3 separate regions of the Zea mays genome follow, and regions 2 and 3 are each linked to region 1. The links are chromatin contacts, called in public Hi-C maps. All regions are on one chromosome and are shown on one strand. Each heading gives the region's core, a stretch centred on a gene start, on an enhancer-like site or on the middle of the called end of the contact. The rest is flanking DNA. Distances are from core to core; before and after follow the strand shown.

What was found. A called contact is a pair of places that touch in the nucleus more often than the background predicts.
Region 2: a Hi-C map of leaf shows a contact between it and region 1, with 7 times the contacts expected there. The contact joins the promoter of LOC100283841 here to the promoter of LOC100384498 in region 1. A contact is called at or near these places in 3 of 25 Hi-C or Micro-C datasets (endosperm, leaf and tassel).
Region 3: a Hi-C map of ear shows a contact between it and region 1, with 3 times the contacts expected there. The contact joins the promoter of LOC103641134 here to the promoter of LOC100384498 in region 1. A contact is called at or near these places in 3 of 25 Hi-C or Micro-C datasets (ear, leaf and tassel).

Annotation. Positions count from the first base shown.
Region 1 is chr10:62,490,730-62,495,437 of Zm-B73-REFERENCE-NAM-5.0, reverse strand. It overlaps LOC100384498 (RNA-binding KH domain-containing protein), which reads right to left and starts at 2,664. Exons shown (of 8, transcript NM_001345920.1): 1 at 2,532-2,664; 2 at 439-1,046. The coding sequence starts at 1,035.
Region 2 is chr10:62,930,199-62,934,906 of Zm-B73-REFERENCE-NAM-5.0, reverse strand. It overlaps LOC100283841 (GTP-binding protein PTD004), which reads left to right and starts at 2,155. Exons shown (of 12, transcript NM_001156739.2): 1 at 2,155-2,414; 2 at 3,538-3,705; 3 at 3,954-4,077; 4 at 4,674-4,708. The coding sequence starts at 2,331.
Region 3 is chr10:62,117,823-62,122,530 of Zm-B73-REFERENCE-NAM-5.0, reverse strand. LOC103641134 (NAC domain-containing protein 21/22-like) reads right to left here and starts at 2,479. Exons shown (of 3, transcript NM_001301481.2): 1 at 2,247-2,479; 2 at 1,660-1,946; 3 at 1-568. The coding sequence starts at 2,427. The coding sequence ends at 188. It overlaps TRNAV-AAC (transfer RNA valine (anticodon AAC)), which reads left to right and starts at 2,011; the gene lies at 2,011-2,084.

The DNA of each region.
Region 1 (4,708 bases), core at 1,415-3,914:
TAATTAGCAGAACATATATGACAACAGATGAAAGATATTATAGAACATAGAAGAATTTAGAAGGTGGCGGATTGGAATTTTAATCATGATACATTTAAGTGTGAACAACAAACAAAATCATACTTCCGTAAATAGAGGACAGGTGAAATATGTATGCGTTTGGAAACATATAGCTTAAAACTTGCATTTTTGTCAAAAAAAAAGAAAATCTGAAGCACTGTGCTAGGATATTGCAACTTCAGAAACAAACAGCTGTTCCTGTACCATGATGATAAAAAATAAGCACAATATATGGTACAGTTGTAATACAAAAACATTAGTTGAGAACCAAACAAGTTACTGCAAATATATAATATCCTACAACTCTTTAATAATAATTATCCATTAGTAGGGAAACACCAATTGATTTACCAAACAATGAGATGCCAGAGAATTTACCTGAACAAAATTATCAAAACTCATAGCACATGAATGTGTAGGGTCACTTGGATCTTTTGGGCTCACTTTAATGAATGCTCTTGATGTTGACCGAAGATGCTTGATGACAGCACCAGATTTTCCTATAACATTTGATGCCTGACTAGCTGGCACAAGAATGTTAGCTTCCTCTGTGCTCTTCTTATCAGAGTCTTTATGATTCTTATGTAATGTCTGCAGTGCATCAACAATTGCATTATGCACCCTAAGTAATGCATCTTGAGCTGCACAAACAGGCTCATTGTCATCACCCTCAGCATCAAGGTCTCTATGCTTGACGTAGCAATATACCAAGATAACCCTTTTGTCTGCACCGGGGTACGGGTCAACAACCTTGACTTTGGCACTTGTCTGATGCCTGATAGCATTTATCACATTGCCATGCTTTCCTATGACACTACCAATCAAACTGTCTGGACAGAGTATACGGTAAAGAACCAGCCCATCATTATTAGAGCTTTCCTGAGCACGGGGAAACGGCCTCTTGTGTTGGTCCTTCCTTTCTTCTCTTTCATATTCCCTGTGTTGGGAGGGACGCTTACCAGTCTGCTGCCTCATTGTTTAGTTAACTGTGCAAGGAAACAAACCATAAGATTCATACAAAGCTTTATACAGATGTAGGAGAAACATCTAGCTATCAACATTTTCTGAAAAAAGGCATCCAAAGTCCAACAAGAAAAGGTACAGTTGTACACAACATAACCACTGTGACCATAGCAAAAAAATATTGTAGGGAGATGGACAGACCTAGTGCTGCCTGCTCCCACATGAGTGGGCCTGGGGAAGAAATAACCAAGACAAGATATCACCAAAAAATAGATACAGCCAATTAGAATTTTATCAGCCAAGCTATAAATACAATAGCTCAACCAATCCATTTAACATATCAAAAGTAACTTGCAATATTTTCAAGTCGGACAACTTGCTGGTCGTTCTAGCTGACCGACTTTGGCGATTAATCGCGATTAATCACGATTAGTCGGACGACTTGGGCGATTAATCGTGATTGGTCCAAACCGACTTCGACGATTAATCGTGATTAATCGGACGACTTGAAAACATTGGTAACTGATGTATGATGTTTTACTTAGGCACCACAGAGAATAATCAAACAAGGCAGAATCACACATACCAACGACTCGGCACAATGCAGCCACAGGGGATGCAACATTTGTTATACTTACTAGAGCCCTCCAACCCAGTAACTAAACCAACAAGGCAACATGACAAGGAACTAGATTTGGAAGCAACAAATGACAACCAAACTAGGTTTGGTCATCGATGGCACAAATTAGAACAAGGAAGCACATGAAAGATAGTGCTACACAATGCAACCATCTGAGTGAGTACAACACAGGTCCCAACGGTTAAATCACCTAGATGGAAAGCTCATACATGCATGGTTGTTGTGCGTAAAATGGTTGTAGGTAACGCATTTCCGGCGCGAAACGGTTAGCTGGCTAGGTTTGGAACTGAATCGTCACAGTCAAGGATGGTACAGGACAAACCACTTGAATAGACCACAACATACACACAAGCCAGTAGGGCCTTTATGCATGAGCACAAAAGGAATGGGTCTGAGATGCTTGTGGACATCTTCACCAGAACAGGCAGCGGTCGGCCAGGCTACCAATTCTGGCTCTGGCACAGCACCGGAGGAAACCTACCCTAAACCTAGCCGGAGGAAACCTAGTCACTGCAGACGGCCAGAATTCAGCACATAGCACAGGACACTGGGACTTGTCAAGGAGGGCCCTGAGAGCTCGTATGGGTGCCGATAGCACAATCTGTCGTTGAGACGAACGAGAGGAAGAAAACCTAATCCACTCGGAGCACGGGTCACTGAGTAGACTGACCGAATCAGCAGCGCGCCGAGCACGCAAAGAAGGAATCCACGTCGGCCATCTCAGCGGAGGGGGCAAAACTCTCTTGGAATGGAAGAAAGAGGAATTCGGAATCGATTGAGAACGGGGCGACAGGACCAGCGCCGATAGTTTGGATAAGGGGACCAGACAAACAACCAATCGGCCCAAGAGAGGTATAGGGTTCGTTACCAAGGTGCACGGAAGGAATCTTTCGAACGTCCGCGCCCGGGCGGAGAGCGGCGGGGACGGGAGGATCCGGCAGAGGGACGCGGGGGAATGGAGGAGGGAGGGGCCGTCGCCGCTCGGCGGCGGTCCAGTCGTGGTCGTGGAGGTCTTGACGTGCAGCCGTGCAGGGGCGGCGGTCTTGGGTTTTTAGAGGATATAGGGGAGTTGGATGGACCGAGAACTGGACCAGTTCCAGCGTATGAAAACCTTGCATTTTCGGCCCATTAGCAGAGAGAGATTTGGCTGGATATATGGAATTGCAACTAGGGCTGAAACTACTCCTAAAGCTAATTCATAAGGTAAATAAGGTAGATCTACATTTGGGTTCAACTGTTGGATCATTCAATAATTGTATTCTTTATATATATATATATATATATATATATATATATATATATATAGGGAGGTTCATCTAATAAAATATCGCGAGATAGTAGGATAACCTCGCAAGAGATAAGGACTCCAGCCTAAATTAATCTGATTGTGGATCATCTGGGCTATCATGTCAGATCGTCCGAGGTCCAAACCGTTCGGACCATATTGTCAGACCGTCCAGTCGTCTAGGTGCCAGATTTTGTGCTCAACACATGCCCCTTCTCTTTTGGCAGAGTTTGGCGAGCAAAAAAACATGGGTGCCGTTTGGTTCATATATTTTTAATGTAATGGGTAACGGATAACGTTAAACCATGTTTGTTTTAATCCAACCGTAATCAGATACTACACTAAAATTTGATACCAGCCTATTCAAATTTGTTACCGCCAGTAATCGAGCCGAAACCGTTACCATTACCATTTGCGTTACATTTTTTGAACCAAACAGCATCCATTCCTTACATATTTTCTAGACATATAACTTGATGTGAGAACATCGACTTTCTAAGTATACTGCTACACAATAGGATAATACTTTTTTCAGGAAACAACCATTCAATGTTTTAGGTAACTTCTCTCCTAGCAATGTTTCCAACATGTATATATTACTAGAAATTATATGTACACCTTATAAGGCCCTTCCCAACATAGAAACCATTTGCCAAACTTGGGATCCTTAGTCTTCAATGGCAAGGTTGTCTTCCACAACAAAACTCCAACCTAAAATGATTTAGCCTTTAACTTTTTATTGTAAGCATTGGCAACTATAAGCTTGTATTTTTTTCAATCTTATTCAAAACCATCAATCTCTTATCGGTCAACTCATCAACATTATCCATCATTAAATCATGATACTCACCGACATCTAAATCATTTTGCCTAGAAATCCTAATAGCATTTAGATTTACTTCTATAGGCAAGATCACTTCATGTCCATATACAAGCTCAAAAGGAGAAACCTTAGTGGCACGATGTCTAAATATTCTATGAGCCTATAAAGACTTAGACAAAACTTTATGCCAATGCCTAAGATAATCAGATATCTTCTTTTTGATAAGGCTAACCAATGTCCTATTACTTGACTCGGCCTAACCATTGGTCTGAGCATAATATGGAGATGAATTAAATAATTTAATACTATATAATGCAACAAACTCACGTACCTCTTTGTATATAAAAAAGTCCATTGATCTATTGTCAAAATCTAGGAAATACTAAATCTATGAATGATATGTTCTGTATTGATCGATGGCCGGAGTTGATAAACCCCCTAGACGCTTGATCCTAGCCGTCCACCCTTGATCCGATGGCCCAGGTGTTCGGGTAATGGTTCGCGTGGTTTGTGGAACCAGAGTCGTTGATCCAAGATCTGGTGGCCAGAGCACCTCGCGCCCTCAGCGCGTCGTTGTCCCGTGGGCCCCGCGCGTCTCGCCCCACCCTGAGCCCCACCTGTCAGGCGTCCGCGTCTGCGCGCCCGCCCGCCAGTTCTAATCATGGTCGTCGGTCTAAGATCTAATGACTGAAAAGACCCAATACCCCTTAGATTTGCCATTTTGTAAAACGAACCCTCGGTTCCCGGGTAATAGAACATGGCGTCCCTGGTTTTTGCAGCCGAGCCCCTGAAATCATGCAGAGAGAACCTTGGGAATATATTTAATCACATAAATAGGTCTAGTTTAGGGTTTCAAATTTCAAAACTTGTTTATTTCATATCTTTTGCATATGAACTCCAAATTGGGTGGTTCAAATTGCAAAATGTTCATAATATT
Region 2 (4,708 bases), core at 906-3,405, 440 kb before region 1:
AGAAAGGTCCTCGCGCGGGGCCTCGAGCTAGTTACCCCGCAAGGCCATCCCTTCGTGGGCCGGGCAAAAGCTATTGGCGGAATGGGCCAGTCTGGGAAGACGACAGACTCGAGCCCAGGCAGTCCGTCAAATCGTGCGCTATCTAAAGAAATCGTCCGACTTTCCCGCGCATGGCACCCTCAAATGTCAGGGCGGATTAGGGATGAGTCGGCGGGATTTTCAGGAGACCACTTCAATCTGTTCACTATTATTTAGGAGACATGTGATCATCATGTACGTATGGGTGCCCCACGGTCGTGTATATAAGGCTCAGGGGAACCCCATCATTTTCATCCCCCATCTACTTATCTCATTAGCTTTCCTCCATTCAGGAGGTACCACTTGTAACACACTGCATACAGATCCACCCCAGGAAGTAGGGTATTACGCCTCTCCAAGCGGCCCGAACCTGCAGAAAATCATCTCTCTCTCTCTCTCGTGCGTCTCGCATGAACCATTGAATTACAATCAACAACACCGTCCTACCCAAAAGCACCACAAGGGTAACCCTGGGTGTGCGGTTGGACTCTAAACACCGACAGCAGGGGCCATGTGTTGAGCAGAAAAAGTGGCAGACGGTCCGGCCCTAGGGCCCGGACGGTCCGCGGCCCCGCGATCAGATCAACTCAGGTGATTATCCTTATCTTGTGTATGGTTATCCATCTAATCACGTGAGAGTTGTTGGCTATCTTTTAGGAACAGGTATAGACCTCCTCCCCTATAAATATAAAGGGGTACGACCGATTGAGAACCCCCGAACACATTCTAATTGAGCCAACTACTTTCTTTATCATTCCCGCCCTAGGAGTAGATGTAGCGTAGTTCTAGTTATAGCCTTTCGCATATCCACCTCCACCCATATTCGACTCTACGTCGTCTAGATTCGTCTTGGGTGGCCCGCTGACCCAAGACGACCCTAGGATCTTACCCCTTCTGGGGGCAAGATCTAGTTGTCCATCCAAGGCATCTTCCTCGAATTGATCTCTAAATTCCTAGGCGACTCCACGTCGTCTGGGGATGGCCCGAGTGACATGTCGACCTAGGGTGCCCTAAGATTTCTTTCCCTAAGGGCGAGATCTAGGTTCTAGCGAGGAGGAGGAAGATGACCCTGCGCCATCGCGGACCGTTCGACCCTATGTGCGGTCCGTCCGGTGTGAAGCAGGGAAGGCGTCGTTCCTGCGCTCAGGCCGCGGACCGTCCGGCCCAGAGCCACGGACCATCCGCACCGTCGCAGAGGGCACCGTCAGACGATACATCCCTAGTGATTGCGCTGCCCAGATCGACGCCAACACTATGAAAAAATTTGATGTGGACTGTGAACTGTAAAAAAACTAAAAACCATTTAATGTACATTACTAAAAGTTCTTCGATTATATATTTTCACAGTCCATCCGAAAGCTACTAAAACAGATCTACATGTGTTTTTATTTTATACTCTAAGAAACCCGGCTTTTGGAAAAAAACTATTTTCTAGATCGAGCCCTTTGATTCATTTTTTGTCTTTTATGCCATTCCCAGTAGAAGTTTCATTGCACCGTTCCAAAAGTGACACAGTGTATCTTGAGTTTCATCTCGATGAAACCCTCTCTCTCCTCTCATGAAACTCTCTACCGCGCCATGTCATCAAACATAGTGATGTGTCATCTATTTAATAAGAACAAAACTATAATAAAACTTCCAATGGGAATGATCTTAGAAAGTAAAAACTAAAAAAAAACAAAACCAAACACACCTAAGGGCCTTTTTGGTTCAGCTTTTTTTCTGACCAGTTTTTCCGAGAATCTAGCTGTGGGGAGAATCGGGCTTTGCAGAGAATCTGAGTATCATTAGGATTACGTGCGGAGGAAGATAAAGTTGTCCATGGGGCTCAGGATCTATAAAGTGACGGATTACTACTATTGTGACAACTCAACCGATTATATGTTTATGTTGATTTTGAATGGTTTTTACCGAATCGAATTTTATAGAAGCTGACTGAAAAGCTGAGTGTTTGGCAGTTTGCAGCAGCTTTTGGTGACCAGAAACTGTGAAAAGCCGAAACAAACAGGGGCTAAATCTCTCGCTCAAGTTGCAAACATAAAACCTAGTGGAAAAAAGAAAAGAAAACCTCTCCCCACAGCACCTCGATCCATCGTTCATCTCACAGCCCAACCCAGCCCAGCAACCGCGAATCCGTGTTCATCTCCCTACTCGATCGGCAGCCGCAAGAGCTGACCCTCCGCTTCCCCCCAAAAACCCTAGCCATCCCAGGTTGCTCCGGCCGCATCCCCGCCGACCGCCGACCGCCGACGATGCCTCCCAAGGCCAAGAAGGACGCTGCGCCGTCTGAGCGCCCCATCCTTGGACGCTTCTCTTCCCACCTCAAGATCGGGATCGTAAGCCCAATTCCATCCCCTCCCCGATGCACACTCCCTTCCCTAGGATCGTAGCCGTTCTGGGACACCGTGGATGGACTGAGCGAGCTCAGCTCCGCTGGGGCTACCGGCGGTTGGAGTTATAAGGGCCTTCATGTGGTAGCCGTTGTCCGTGCTCGCCTGAAGTTCTGGTAGTATCTACGGGCTCTGAGCTAATGAGTCGTGGATGCCTCGATGGGAGCTTTAGGTTGTGATTTCGTGGTTAATTGATTCGAGCCGCGCGGTACGTGTGCTGCCCCTTGTGCACGGAGATAGTTGCTTCGGAGGCTCAGGTTGTTGTTGGCACAGATTTACCTGATCCTATTATCGTGTTGTTCCTGGGAAGTTGGCTAGTGAGTGTCAGGTGTGATCGAATTGTTATTATTGGTTTTTGTACTTCTTGTTTTTTTACTTATGGTTGCTGAGGATATGATTTGGAATAATTGCACTGATATATATTTTTGCTGTGTGCACGTAGCCTATATCTGGCAGTAGTTCTGTATGTTTCTTTTGTATACCATGGTGCTGTACTGCTTGCTTTAGTGGCATGTTAGAGGCCTAGGGCATTTGTGGGTCTTATATACTCCATCCAATCTAAACTATAGTTCACTTTAGCTTTATCCTAACTTTAATCAAATTATAGAAAAATGCATCAAATTAGTTTCATTGATATGTCTTGGTAGTGCATTTATTTGAACTTTTAGATGTTAATATATGTTTTTTCTTCTGCAAAAACTTGGTGAGAGTTAGAGATGTTTGACTTATGATGACAAAACTAAAGGTAGCTATTGTTTTGGAATGGAGGGAATAGTATACTATCATGGCTTAACAAATCATAATGCCCGTACCTTTAGATTGCGCATGTTAGTGACATTTTAAGCTACGAATGGTTCAATTGTTTTGCCACTCTGCGCTGACCGCTGAGTGCTGACTATGCATCAAGTTTTGTTGGCAAATGTGATTAGCTCGGTGGCAAAATTGCATTTGTATTTGGTTATAATCCCATCACTGGCCACTTGATCGTTTCATGTTTGTCACTGATAAAATGGCAATGTAAGTCAGTAAGATGAGGTCTAATTCAGTTTTTGGATTAATGTTTCTGCAGGTTGGGTTGCCAAATGTTGGCAAATCAACTTTTTTCAACATAGTAACGAAGTTGGCTATCCCAGCTGAGAATTTTCCTTTCTGTACCATCGAACCAAATGAAGCACGGGTGAATGTTCCAGATGAACGGTTTGATTGGCTTTGCAAACTTTACAAGCCAAAGAGTGAGGTTTGTTTCTTTTCTTTACCCATATTCGGTGACAGAGAGGAGGGGGGGCAGGACCCCTTTAAGCCCCTACAGTTTCTATTGAAATTATTTGAATTTGACTAAGTTTTGAAAAAAAAATGTTCTGCTGCTCCCACCCAGAAAGTAAAAATCGCATTTCTCTTTCTGAGGTTATGTTTCAGATCATCAGATGTACAATGACTGTTCAAATCGTGTTTCATGTGCATTGTGGTCGTTGAAATTCTGTGCAGGTGCCTGCATATCTTGAAGTAACTGACATAGCTGGGCTTATTAGAGGTGCTCATGCTGGGGATGGTCTGGGCAATGCATTCCTCTCACATATACGTGCTGTTGATGGAATCTTCCATGTCCTAAGTATGTTTTTGTTCTAGTGTTGTTAATGTTGGTATTTAGTATTCTACCGAATTGTTATGCATTATTTTAATCAACATCTACTGCTGTGTTGTAGATCATGCATTTGATTTTTAAGATACTATCAGTCCTATAGTTGTTCGATTGATCTAATGCTTCTGTAGTCTGTAAATATAAACTAGGAGTTGAATTTCTGATATGAAGTGAAAATAGGGCTACCATATTGCTTCATTTTGTGGCAAACAGCATCTCTGATTAATTAATGAGTGATAATCATAGAAACTGGCAGCTGTATATTATTATCAGTATAAATATTATCTATTCATAACATATGCATAGCTGTTGAATAATTGGTTTTGCATTCTTTCCCTTTTTATTTCTTGTTGTGTGCTGATAACCCATAATTGTTGCTAGTAACTCCATATTCCAGATAAAAAACGATAAATATTTTGTAGTTCTAATGGACGCCAAAATGACTAGTCGATGTAATCCACTTCTCAAATTTATGTTCTTTATCAATGTTTAGTCATTAACTAATTAGTTGCACATCGTTTTGTTGTATCTTTATTAACTAATCGAGTGTTGCATATGGTTTTCAGGAGCATTTGAAGACGCAGAAATTACTCATGTTGAC
Region 3 (4,708 bases), core at 1,230-3,729, 370 kb after region 1:
TAAGGACACTGTTCCTTCAGTAGTAATATGTACAAATACTACGCCAAGCCATTAGTCCAATAACGGATAATCTAATCTACACAATCTGCAAGTCACACTGCTAATCAAATCTAAGCAGCAGAACCCTACTGGCCACTCAGTACTAACACTCCATACATCCAGATCCAGCAAACAACACAGATCTATCTCATATCCCAAGGGGGCTCCACATCCGTGACATGCCATTTTCCTGGTTCCAGTTGCAATTTGGAGCCAGCTCCAGCACTGAACTAGTGTTGTTCGAGACACTGGTCATCGCTGTCGTGACAGATTCCTTCTCGGAGGCGTCGAACTCCAGAAGGTCCCCAAGGCTCACTGGTCTTCTGAATGGCAGTGCCGGCAGACCGGAGAAGCAGTACACCTGCTCTGCAACCGTTGGGGCGGCGTAGGTGTCAGCGAGGGGCGCAAGCGGCAGGGCAGCCGGCAGTTGCGGTTCAGCTGATGGGGTGCCGTCCCGGGCGTCTTCAGATTCTGGCCTTGGGCTGGTTGTTCTGCTCTTGTAGAACACCCTGCATAGCACCCAGTCCTCCTGAATTTTGCAGAGACGTGTTATATATAGTCCATAAAGAAATTTAAAAAAAAACCTCATCCTAGGGAGGGCTGGAATATATTTCATGTTTCTGACAGGCTAATTCAGCAGGCTGATGCGATGCATAATGTTGATGCAACTAACATAACCACCTCTTGCAACAGGTCGCACTGAAAAGTTACATTTTTTTTTCTGGGGTTGGTTTACCTGAGGAATAAGCAATCATACAAATTTGGTTGACAGTTTGAAGTAAAGAATTAGTCAGCCGGAGATTCATCGCATCCTTCTCAAGGGAATGTGCAGCACATTAAATTTTGTTTACTGTAATAGCTTATTGTGTGATGTTGATGGAACTGACATAGCATCGTTTACAACAAGCTACTTGAAGGATTCTGTGTTGGAAATCTGTTACTTGAGGAAACTAGCAATCCTACAGGCTTGAGTAAAAGAAGAATCAGTCGTATAGAGAGTCAAATAAATCCCTTTCAAGGGAATGTTCAGCTCATCATTAATTTACTTAAATAGCTGTAGCTTATCTGATGGAACAGCTTTGGGTTGGATGATTGTAGTGACGTAGGCATGAATTGACCGAAAGATAGTAACGGATGGGCAGAGGCAGACTAGGCGGCCATGAGTACAATAATTAGGGTGGGCAGGTAGCTTTGTCATGCGAGAATGCATGTTGAACGAGACCCTACATGCTTGGATTTGTTTAGAGCCAAATGAGTAAAATAGCTTCTTCAGCATCATCACAGTGGTGCCAAAGACAACTTAGGAGACCATCAACAGTTCAACATCCCCCGCCTTCTTCTTTTGTAAACATTTCAACGAGCACCAAACAAACGTGGATCGTACTGCTATTCTGATGTTCAAAACACCATCACTCCGGCCCGATCGACTTTAAGGGCTTGTTTGGGACCAAGTGAAATGGAGAGAATTGAGGGGGCTATAATCCCTTGTTATTCAAAATTGAATAGTAAGGGATTATAGCCCCCTCAATTCTCTTTGTTCCACTTACTCCCAAACAAGCTCTAAGGGTTTTGTGACAATTAATAACGTGATCCACGACTATCCAGAGGCTAATCAGTTACCTTGTTTGGCGCAGCTGCTGCTAGCAGGCACGGCGCGGCATGGGGGTGGAGGCGGAACTCGTGCATGACCCACTCCGTCTTCTTCCCCCTGGGCGCGCGGCCCCGGTAGAAGACCAGCGTCTTGCGCATCCCCACCGCCACCTCGCCGCCGGCGACGACGGCGCGGTCCTTGCCGGTGGCCTTCCAGTAGCCGGAGTGCGTGGCGCGGTTAGTGCGCTGCCCCGTCGCGTACTTGCGGTCGCGCAGGCTGAAGAAGTACCACTCCTTCCCACCCACGCACGCGGAATCTGATCGACATCAACGAACGAAAAATAATAATATAACAGTTTCTGTATAGTTCAATCAACAAATGGTTTCGTGGTGTAGTTGGTTATCACGTCAGTCTAACACACTGAAGGTCTCCGGTTCGAACCCGGGCGAAGCCAATTGTTCTTTTTTGCTGCTCAATCTTCTTATTCATTTTTTTCTTACTAATTTACTAATTCCCTGTTGTAGAACTTCTGATGATCTAGTATAGACTTTGGATGCATTAGCAAAAAAGGATATTGTTTATTTCTGCAATTAAATCAGATTTTAGTACTACAGACCTGGGAGGTCCCATGGCTCGCACTTGTTGAGGTCGACGTCGACGACGATGGCAGCGCCGGCATGGTGGCCATGGCCGGAGAGCTTTTGTAGGAGGTAGTCCATCACGAGCTCGTCATCCCTGGGGTGGAACCTGAACCCCGGAGGCATTCTCGCCTCCATCATGCTGATCGACGAGCTCATCTTCTTCTACCTAGCTAGTTACTAATTAATATGTGCTGCAGTTTCCCGTCTTAGAGAGAGAGAGGAGGGGCTGTGTTTTGAAGGCCGCCCAACAGGGCAGTGGGAATGGAGCATCTCATGAAGCGATAGGATGGTATATAAATAGGGTGCACAAGTCAACCATGCAATTTGCCAGTTTCTACTTCCATACGATTGAGTACTGGTCTATTGAGGCTGTCTCCAACAACGACCGATAAATGATTCTGTAAGTTAAATTTAGCGGACAATTACCTCCTCTATGAGTCCAGCAACACACGCTAAAAAGTTCGGTAAATTTAGAGCACGTCCTCATACACGCTAAAGCTAGCGGATCTCGGGCATCCGCTAAACGACACCTTCGTCTACTCCGCGCGCTGGGGCTAAAGCTTTCTGTTGGTGCTGGCAAAGCTCTCATCCATGGCGCCGGGGCTAAAGCTCTCGAGCAAGTAGGAGGGGTCGTGGAAGCTGGCCAAGGTCACAGACTCGCAGGGACGGGGAAGCAGCGGCCGCAAGGAGGGGAGGGCGAGGTGTACATCGGGTGCTCCGTCGCAGATCTAGCTCGTCCTCGACCAACTTTATTGGCCCTCCGTCGCAGATCTAGCTCGTCGGTATTTAACACGAAGCCGGCGGCGGAGGATATCGCGAGCACAGCCAGGCACCAACGACCAACTCCATCGGCCTTTCGTCCAGCCGCCAATCGCCATTCCTGTGTAGGGACATTCGAACGATCATTTTTCATGTCCAATACGGAAAAATGTAAACTACAAAGCTTGGTTAATGAGTTGGTAAAAATAAGTATGAGTAATTTAGGCTACATAATCAAGAATGCAATATGTAGCGTATTTTATTTTCGAGACCTACAAATAATATTTTTCTTTGTGTCGAATACGAAAAAATATAGAATACAAAATCTGGTATCACTATTCATATAGAGAACATAATTTAGAGTATACTGCTGGAGAAGGAGAAGATATAAAGGATGAAATCTTTTGGAGTGTGCTGTAAAGGACATAGAATATTCTTTTAGTGGATGAAATTTATGGGACATTGCTGGAGATAGCCTAAACATCCTTACAGGACCTATAGGGGTGCAAGAGGCTACCTGCCACGAGCAGGGGCGGACTCAGCCCAAAGGTTGAGTGAGGGCCTGGGCCTAAATAAATGCATAGGGCTACTAAAACTTTGTAAATACATTGAATAAGATAGAATATCCATTAAAACAACGAAATTGAGTGGGGCCTGTGCCCCCGCTCCCCATAACATAGGTCCGCTGCTGGATTGTGGGTTAAAAAATAGTGCTATCTTGCCTTTAATCTGTACTTGATTCTACTACTTCTAAAGTGTTTTTTTCTATAGATTACAGTTGCAGCAGTTCAAACAGACGACTTTAATCCTAAGCGAACGACTAGAGTAATGAGTACTGGAGGCCAGAGGCAGATCTAGGACAAGAAAAGACTAAGGGTCTGTTTGGTTAAGTTGTAGATTTCCGAAAATCTGATTTTAGCTGTGAGCTATAAGAAAGCTACTATGGGCTGACGATTATGGAAAACTGAAATTTATTTTGTTGAAACAGCTGTCAACTATAGATTTTACAGGAGCATGATATCTTGTAAGATGAATCACATGAATCTAGAAAATCTAGGATAGAAGATGATTCTAAATTGAACTAGAGGAATCACGACAATTCAGGACAAAAGCTAGAGTTAAATGGTGATTTATGACTGAAATAAAGGCTTCTTTTTTTCTAGAAATTATGCGCACGCGGCCGAAGCCCCTTCCGGCCTTCCCCCATTGCCGTAGGTCAATTCAAGCGGCACATCAATCCAGCTACTCCCAACTCCATTTCGTTTTACTATCTTTTTTTTTCTTCCAGCTGGTTTGCAATTTGAACTGTTACATCCTAACTATCCACTCAACAACAACAACATTGAATAAACCTATCTCTTTCTTCTTTTATACCTAAAACACAAGCCCTAGACATGGACTCCAATAAACGAACAACGGTAAGGCAGACTCCAGTAGTTCAATCAAAGTTTACTTATAAGCACTATTTTGCACTGTAGATTACACTATTCGTAGAGTAGAGTTTGAATATGAGAATAAGTATGGATAAGCTGCTGAAGATAGTCTAACCCAAACAAATAGGGTCTTCATTAAAAATAAATTTAGAAAAATGGGACTATATTATTTTTACCTTGGTCATGCACACCAACATGAAGCTATGAAATAATAAATTATCATGATCATAGTTTCAAAAGGGAAG